3 separate regions of the Pan troglodytes genome follow, and all the other regions are linked to region 3. Evidence: chromatin contacts called from public Hi-C data. All regions are on one chromosome and are shown on one strand. Each heading gives the region's core, a stretch centred on a gene start, on an enhancer-like site or on the middle of the called end of the contact. The rest is flanking DNA. Distances are from core to core; before and after follow the strand shown. Region 1 overlaps AKAP6 (A-kinase anchoring protein 6). Region 2 holds the start of AKAP6 (A-kinase anchoring protein 6). Region 3 holds the start of ARHGAP5 (Rho GTPase activating protein 5).

Region 1 (2,700 bases), core at 158-2,657, 180 kb before region 3:
TACACTAGCAATTTTCAATTTAGACTCCATAAAGCCAAACACAAAACCTGTCTCAATCAGAGTAGATCCACATTTTTTCTTTAAACTTTATAATTTATTTAAATTGAGGCTGTAAAACATTTTTTAAAAATAATATTCTTCTGTAATTATATCCCTTAATACAGAAGAAAGTCTGTTTCATTACTTCAGTTGATAAAATTATTTAAATTAATCATAGATATTAAAATGTCTTATTCCCATTTAAAAATCTTTCAAAAGTATTGTGTGCCTCTGAGAAATTTCAAATAACAGGGAGGCTGAGCCTCCACATCCTGTCCCAGTTGCCTTGAGGGTCTGGCTGCCAAAAATCTAAGTCTTGCCCATGGGAGTCCCACATACACATCCATCCAGGAAGGTCACATTCCATCCAGAACTCCAGAGGAAGAAAATGATCCAAAGGGGTGCAAAATCAGGCCAACCATTTACTCTAGACCAAAATTTATCTATAAAACAGTGACCCAGTTAGTGAAGAAACATCCTCATTCCACCACACTATTATTTTTATGTTTCTATGTGGGTCACAGCACAGAAAAATCCATGGAGAATTTGACAGGGAAAATAAGGAAGTTACAACTGAGGATTGTTGACCCCACTTTTCTGCCTAAGTTGTCAAATAAAGGGAAAGGTAAGACTGACCACAGGGAGTAGCAAACTGCATTTGGCCAGACTTTGGTATTTTACAGATAGGAAAATATTTTAAAAGAATTAGGGAACTGATTTACATTTGCTTTATCTTTTGCCAAGCAAATATACATTTACAGTGATAACCCTCATCTCTCAGAATCATTCTGTAAAAATGCATTTTAACACTAAAAAGGAGGGAGACTATAATCTCAGGAACAAAAGGCCATTCCTTTCCTGAATAGGTCAGTTGGCCCTCTTATAGATGTTACAACAAAGGTGGCCACCCTGCCCCCTACTTTGGATTTAATGTTTTGTTTTGTTTCCACTTTCAACCAGTGAAAAGTATTTCAAGGCAATCCCAGTCAACATACTGGATACTCAGAGGAATGAGGCTAGAGCATGATGTGAGGGGGGCTCACAGAGCAGCCTGGGCCTGAGCGGGGCTCAAAGAGCAGCCTGAGCCTGAGCGGGGCTCACAGAGCAGCCTGGGCCTGAGCGGGGCTCACACAGCAGCCTGGGCCTGAGCGGGGCTCACAGAGTAGCCTGGGCCTGAGGTGGCTGGCCGTGAGCTCAGCAGGCTGAAGGGGAAATCCCTGTGGGATAACTCTAGTTGCCAATTAGGGAGATCCAACAGAAAACCAAGCACACCACAGCATTTTGTGAGTTTTCCTGTACTCTGCCCAGTCCTAGAAGAGGGCTGAAGGAGCCAGATTACACACCCTCCTCTGCTTTGCCAGCCAGCTTCCCAAGCATGGTGATCCTTTTCCAGCAGGTGGCAGAACACACACATAGAAAATTACAAAGCTACCCAAGGTTTCTGTCTTTCAGTTGGTCCATTGTGTTACTTCTTTAAAAGTTAGCCATGTATAGTAAGAAATTTTGCAAACAAAAAACCTACTCATATTCCATCCTGGAATCCTGTTTACACAGGTACTTTGGTCTTCACAGAGAGGCTGAAACCCTGCAAAGAGGAGGACCACAAAATAAAGAAAATCCTGGCCAATAAACTATGAATACCAGAACCCACATCTTCCAGCTGCTAAAGAACCCAGCAAATATCTCCTGCATTTCACTTTGTCGCCCACACTGGAGTGCAGTGGCATGACCGCAGCTCACTGCAGCCTCAACCTCCCAGACTCAAGAGATCCTCCCACCTCAGCCTCCTGTGTAGCTGGGACTACAAGTGTGTGCCACCACTCTCGACTAATTTTGTATAATTTTTGTAGTGATGAGGTCTCACTATGTTGCCTAGGCTGGTCTCAAATTCCTGGTCTCAAACAATCCTCCTGTCACAGCCTCTCAAAGTGCTGGCATTACAGGCTTGAGCCACCGCACCCGGCCTCCTGCATTTCTAAAATTTCTAAACCCAATGAAAACTTTCACTAATCTTCATCACATGCACCTATAAGGGTGTAGTTACAAATTGTCTTTTCTAAAGAAACCCATGGATTTTACATTGCCTCTTTCCAAGGAGAAAAGTCATACAGTATCCAAAGTTACACAACGGGTCAGGAGAACAGCCCAGAATACCTGTCAGTGTCTCTCGATTGAAGTGTTTGTTCACAGAAGCAAAGTCATGTTTAAAGCTGAAAAAGTATTTCCTAAAATATACTCTAGTTGAATATTTCAGGTACAATAGTAAGTAGGTCACTTGCTCTCTAGGATTCAAAGAATATGGGCCTGCATTACTCTGTTTCTGCCCTGAACAGGAAAGTTAAAAGGAAACACTGCACAACAAGAAAATCCACAGCACACAGCTATTTAAGCAGCTGTGGCTTGGGGGTCAGGTCTATCACTGAAAGCTTTATAGATAATCTTCAAAACCAATTTGACCCACAAAAGTAAAACCAACTGGGCTTTCCCAAAAAATCTGCAAAAACCATATTCATAGTATCACCCTCCCTTCCAGATAATTTATAGTCAGAAATTGAACCCAAGAATAAATGCCCTAGAAATATTTTTTTAAATAGCCTAAATTTGACTGTCAAATCATGTTCCTTCTCCATGTTTTTTTTCAGGGTCTAATCTGGTCCTACT
Region 2 (2,832 bases), core at 228-2,727, 130 kb before region 3:
TGAGTTTAGCAGAAGCCAATAATGTTTTAATGTTGCAAGTGTGCAGTGTGAAGACATGCTAAACTCAAAAATGTTTAAGATCTCATATTTGCATTTGGCAAAAACAACTTTAATCTAGCCTAATAAAAGTAATTTGTTAGAACGAGTAACCAAACAACTATGGAAAGCACCTGCTCATGGGATCAAATGATCCAGAGACTCAAATGACATCAACACTCTTTCCTAATTTCTTTCCCTGATCCTATTATTCTCTCAATTCTCTTCCATGGGATACAGAACTTGGCCACCATAGGCCAGGGGTTAAATCCTTATAACTCACAAGTAAACTTATAACTCACAAACTCACAATATTTGTTTATAAACATTGGTTAATGGGTACAAAGATACAATTAAAGAAGAGGGAAAAAATTCTGATGCTCTATTGCACGGTAGGGTGAAAATGGTTAACAGTAAAATTCTGTATACCACAAAATAGAAGAGAGGCTACTGAATGTTCTCACCACAGAGAAAGGATAAATGCATGAGGTGGTGGATACACTACCTTGATTGGATCGTTATACAACATAGATATGTATCGAAACATCAAATTGCACCCCATAAATATGTACAATTACAACGTGTCCTCAAAACAAAACAAAAAGCAAGCAAACCACCAGACCAGACCTTCTACTTGGCTTGTTCATGGGTGTATCCTAAAATCATTAAAGGAAAGATTTCTGGGAGACTTTATAGTGTGAGGGGTCAGACGGCTGACCCCACCTGCACCCACAGGTCAGGGGTAGGCATCACTCACACGGGGACAGCCAGCGGATACACTACTCTTGCTGAGGTGCAGTAAGCACACACCCTACCACTGTGTTTGAAGCCGTGCGGGCGTCAAAACAAAACACAACACAACTTAACCAGAATCTAATGAGTCCATTACCCCTAACCATAAATTTTCAAGAAACATGGAGGCTACAGAAACAAGTTAAACGACACCATCAGTAAGTAATGGGCCAAATCCCAAGATCCGCGACATTCCACAGGGCAAATATCCCTCAGTATACGAATGACATGAAGAAAAACGAGGCGAGGGCAATTAGAGGACAATAGACACCCAGGGTCGTAGCAACCGAATACAACCTGGGACCTTGTTTGGATCTCTATGACAATTCGACTGTAATAAGGCATTTCTGAAATAAGGAAATTTGAAAGTAGACTGAATATTAGGTGCCATGAAGGAATTACCTTAACTTTTCTAGGTGTGATAATGGTCGGTTAATTACTTTTTTAAAAAAAATTACTCATCAGAGGAAGTTAATGGTGAAACGACCTGTTCTAAAGGTGCGCGCCGACCCAGGGCCGGCCCTCTCGGTGCCGCAGCAGCCTCGTTATCGGGGCGTCTCCAGCTCGCCTGGGCGCTGGACCCCGCCGCGCGCTCAGAGGCGGCCGCAGCATTGGCAGCTCCCGGCATGCCCCGCGGGCTGAGCTCCGCGGCACGAGAACTCAAAGCCCCCGGCCTGGGTGCTAAGCGGGGCCCTTTACCCAGGGTGCCCCGGGCGCTCATTTGCATGTCCCACCCAACAGGTAAACCTGAAAGGTCGTCGCGGCCAGGTACGACCTGGCGGTCAGAGCACCAAACATACGAGCCTTGTGATGAGTTCCGTTGCATGAAATTCTCCCAAAGGCTCCAAGATGGACCGGAAAGCGCGCGGTTCGGTCACCGTAAGTAGAACAGGTGAAAGACTCCCGTGCCTTATAAGGCCTGTGGGTGACCTTTTTCCAACGTGCTCGCTTCGGCAGCACATATACTAAAATTGGAACGATACAGAGAAGATTAGCATGGCCCCTGCGCAAGGATGACACGCAAATTCGTGAAGCGTTCCATATTTTGCGCAGTCTGTCAAGATCATTTCAGCATCTGCTAATTAGTACTAAGGAAATAGTGTGAATCTAAGCAAAAACGGGTGGCACCCAATGACGAAACTGTGGTTTTCATTACAAAAAATTTGTGAAATCTATGAAGTGGGAACGAAGCAGAGTCACCCGAGGAATGTTGTGTGCGAATAGATCGTTAATACGCATTTTGGAAATGGAAAAAGGTCACCTTGTGGCTTCTTCATTGAACTTTTCATTCTGAAGTAGACTTACGGTCTTGTCTCACCAAACAACACAAACTCCAGAGCCCCAGCTTGTTTGGCTTTTGTTCAATAGAAGACCAACTGGCATATGAATTGTCCAATAAATCCTTACTAAATCTTTCCTAACCTAATAAATCTCTCCTAAAGGAAGGAAACATTAGCGCTCATTTCTTGAGCCTACTTTGTGCCATTCTCCATCATCTTAGACCTGAGTGCTTACACCCTTTCTCTTAGACTGCGAGCTGCACAAAGGAAAGGAATGTTACTAAGGGCTGGTATTATTGGAAATCAATGTTGGCCTTTGCCTATAGATTCAAGAGCTCCAGGACCCATTTGAATACTGGCCACAAGTAGCAAGCCCATCTGGATCTGTTTTCACGAGTCTTCTGTTTTCATGTATCCTCTAAGAAGTACTTAGAAAGGGCCGGTTTACATAAATCGGACAGATTCTGTGATGGGAAATTTGATTAGGAGGAATGTTCATTGCCCAGCCTGAAAGCATATTTTAATCAATGAAAACAAGTATTTGGACGCAGATACGAGGATCACCTAGGTAACTTAATAGTAACGTAACTAGGCGCCTCGAAGATGGAGGCTGTCGAGGAAGTGTGCCCACTGTGCGACAGGACTGGTGGGAAGCCCGGACAGCATCGTAGGTGTCTACTGGGCCAAGCTCGCGAGCAGGAAAATGCAGGCCCGGAGAGATCTT
Region 3 (2,700 bases), core at 95-2,594:
GCACCCCCTCCCCCGGCCTCTCTGCCCTTCACGCCGAACGTATCCCTAACGCTGCAGCTGCTGCCCGCCCGGCCTGCGAAAACCGAGCGCAGCGCCAGGCTCCCCTCGGCGGCCGCGGGGCCCCAGCCCCTTCAACTGGTTACAACCGGCAGCGGCGACCGAGCGGGGCAGCTAGCCGCAGGAGGGTCCCCGTCCGGGAGGGGGCAGGCAGGCTTGGAGGAGCGGGGTCCGCAAGGTCCTACCTAACAACGTCGGTCTCCTCCGTCTCCTCCTCAACGGCAGCGGCCCCGGCGGTGGCGGCGGCAGCGACATTCCTGGGGACCGCTCCCGCCGCCGCCGCCTCCTCCTCCACTCTCTGCTCGCCTCTCTTCCTCGGCGCGCTCACCGAGCGGCGCGTCCCTTCAGCCACCTCCCCCCGCCCTCCCCGACACACACGCCCCGAAACCCTGAGCCCCACGGCTCCCGCAGCCAGCTCACCCACCCTCCCTCCCTCCCCGCCACCAGCGGCGGCCCGTCCCTCCCCCCTTCCCCAGCGCCCGCCGCCGCGCCGGGCTCAGTAATGGCGGCCACTCGGGCTCCCTCGCGCTGACGGATTTCTCTCCCTCTCTCCCGAACTTTACCTCAGCATCTCTCCCGGCGCGCGCAGCCACACACCCGACCGGGGGCGGAGCGGCGGCGCAGCCTGGACGGGACGCGCGCGCGCGCGCGCACCCGCGCTGCCCTCCGCACAATCCCCCCGCCCCCGCCCCCTCACCTCGCGACGCCTCCCGCGCCGCGCACCCGGCACGGCCCCGCCCCTGCCCTCGTCTCCCGGGAGCCTGGGAAGGCGCGAGCGATCCAGTCGGAGGGAGGGGGACGAGCGCGCGGGGCCGCGTCCTCGCTCGCGTCCCCGCTCCCTCCTCCCCTCTGCTTCTCCCTCCCCTCCACTCCCCCATTGGCTTCTACCCCTCCCCCTTCTTCCTCCGCCTCTCCCACCATTGGTTCCCTCCCCTACTCCATTCCTTCTCACCTTTTCCCTTTTACCCATTGGCGTGAGTATTTTTCCTCAGCTTCCCTCTTTCCCCGTATTCTGCTCCTCCTCAGTCCCATCCTCCACGCTTTGGAAGCTACTGCCTTGCTGCCCGGAGCGCCGTCGTCTCCGAACCTCCCCTGCTTTCTCCCTTTCCTTCTGTTCCGGTTTCTGGTCGTAACTCAAGAGCAAACCACCGTACTGCAAAGGAACCAGATATTGTGCTCGCGGTTCCAAACCGGGCATGGGCACCGAATGCTTCTCGATAAATCCCCTTATGGTCTCTGAGCATTAAAGAAAGCAAGGGAGGAAAACATGCGCCCAAGCTCGTTCGCAGGAACATGTTCGCGTGTCTGCGCCTGTGTGCGCAGCCAGTTTTCTGGCTGAGGATCGCTCGCCAACTACAGACATCACCCGCCCAGGACCCGGTGCCACACTCACCCAGAAGACGAAACTCCACAGGAGCGAGAAGAGGAGTCCATTTCTCCGTCGGCTCGGCACGGCACGGGGATGCAGGCCCCTGATTCAGTACGTTCTGTGAAAGTGGAGCGAGAAGCCCCGTGGGGCGGGTCTCAGGGTGGCCCAAAAGACCCCTGTTCACGCCACTACCAGCCTAACTTTAGGAACTGTCGTCCACCTGGCTTTTATTATACTGCCTTAAACATATTCACTTTTTTGAGACTCTAGAAATTTCACAAGTTTTGGGGTACAGCACACTGGGCTTTGGGTGTGTTTCTCATGAGGGCACTGACGCTGAATGGTGCAGTGAGAAAGGACGGTAGAAACCACTGCCTTTGCTTTTACCATTGAAGAAACTGAGGTCCTGTGACTTTCCCGAGGTCATCGGAATCTGCCTTGCACAGGAGACTTAAAATAGTTGCCAGCAGATAAAAGAATGAGCAAAACCATATCTACTCCAATTTGTTAAGTCTGAAAGAAAGTAATTGAGGGGGGATTCCTCTTTTGGGAAATATTTATTTCCTGCATTGAAAATAGTTTAATGTTAGTAAACATATAAAAAGTATTTTAAATTCAAGTTATTCTTTATTTCTTATGTTACGTAAGGTACTGAAGTTAGCCAAGGTTGCTTTTGTGTTATAACGATGCAGCTGCTGCCAACCAGAAGTACATTTACGGTCTGTCAGTAAAGAAAACAAAAACTGCCTGTTGGTAAAAATCTGTTAGAAAATATTTGTCAGTAAATCTGTCACAATATTCCAGCAGAAGTTCTGTTCGTTTTTCCGTCTTCCTGCCCTTCATATTTCTCAAAGGTAGACTTAATAAAGGTAGAAGAGACATTTCTAATTTTTCTATATATCTCTTGCTCCCTAATTTCTAAAAGGCATAACTAAAATGCTTTATTCGAGCCACTCCCTTGCATCTGAACCCTACCTACCAAGTAGGTTAAGAGTAGGTTAGGTAAGGTCTGTAGCTACTTCTTTCTTTCAGTTACAAATTGTAGGTGGGAAAGAAGGATGCGGAAGGAAACTTGCAATGAAAGCAAACAGAAAGAAAAAGAAGTAAAAAAGGAGAGAAGGGAATTTGGTGGGTGGTCCAACCATCAAAATGTGGTACTAATGCCATAGGTATCTACACCACTTATGTAAGTTGGAATGTTAATGCATTCCAACGCATGTTTTTATCTTTGTACTGAAAGCCCTTAAGAATACCTGAAGTAAACATATAAAAAG

The links. Hi-C and Micro-C count contacts between places; a contact is called where the count stands out from the background.
Region 1: a contact with region 3 is called in a Hi-C map of induced pluripotent stem cells, with 2.5 times the contacts expected there. The contact joins the enhancer-like site here to the promoter of ARHGAP5 in region 3. A contact is called at or near these places in 3 of 7 Hi-C or Micro-C datasets (blood, induced pluripotent stem cells and stem cell-derived neural progenitor cells) and 1 of 1 datasets of contacts at active chromatin or transcription factors (stem cell-derived excitatory neurons).
Region 2: a contact with region 3 is called in a Hi-C map of induced pluripotent stem cells, with 1.5 times the contacts expected there. The contact joins the promoter of AKAP6 here to the promoter of ARHGAP5 in region 3. A contact is called at or near these places in 2 of 7 Hi-C or Micro-C datasets (induced pluripotent stem cells and stem cell-derived neural progenitor cells), 1 of 1 datasets of contacts at active chromatin or transcription factors (stem cell-derived excitatory neurons) and 1 of 1 other capture datasets (stem cell-derived neural stem cells).

The regions. Positions count from the first base shown.
Region 1 is chr15:30,501,393-30,504,092 of NHGRI_mPanTro3-v2.0_pri, reverse strand. All of the region lies in intron 1 of AKAP6 (A-kinase anchoring protein 6), which reads right to left. Among named protein-coding and RNA genes, the nearest start is that of AKAP6, 52 kb to the right of the region's middle. Within about 2 kb of position 1,407, at least 11 of the 24 cell types and tissues checked have an H3K27ac peak or open chromatin away from gene starts, as enhancers often do. A contact at or near this core is called in induced pluripotent stem cells and stem cell-derived neural progenitor cells, where this site is marked.
Region 2 is chr15:30,449,624-30,452,455 of NHGRI_mPanTro3-v2.0_pri, reverse strand. AKAP6 (A-kinase anchoring protein 6) reads right to left here and starts at 1,477. Exons shown (of 15, transcript XM_509893.8): 1 at 1,231-1,477. It overlaps LOC112205531 (U6 spliceosomal RNA), which reads left to right and starts at 1,770; the gene lies at 1,770-1,876.
Region 3 is chr15:30,317,362-30,320,061 of NHGRI_mPanTro3-v2.0_pri, reverse strand. It overlaps ARHGAP5 (Rho GTPase activating protein 5), which reads right to left and starts at 1,344. Exons shown (of 7, transcript XM_016925972.4): 1 at 1,010-1,344.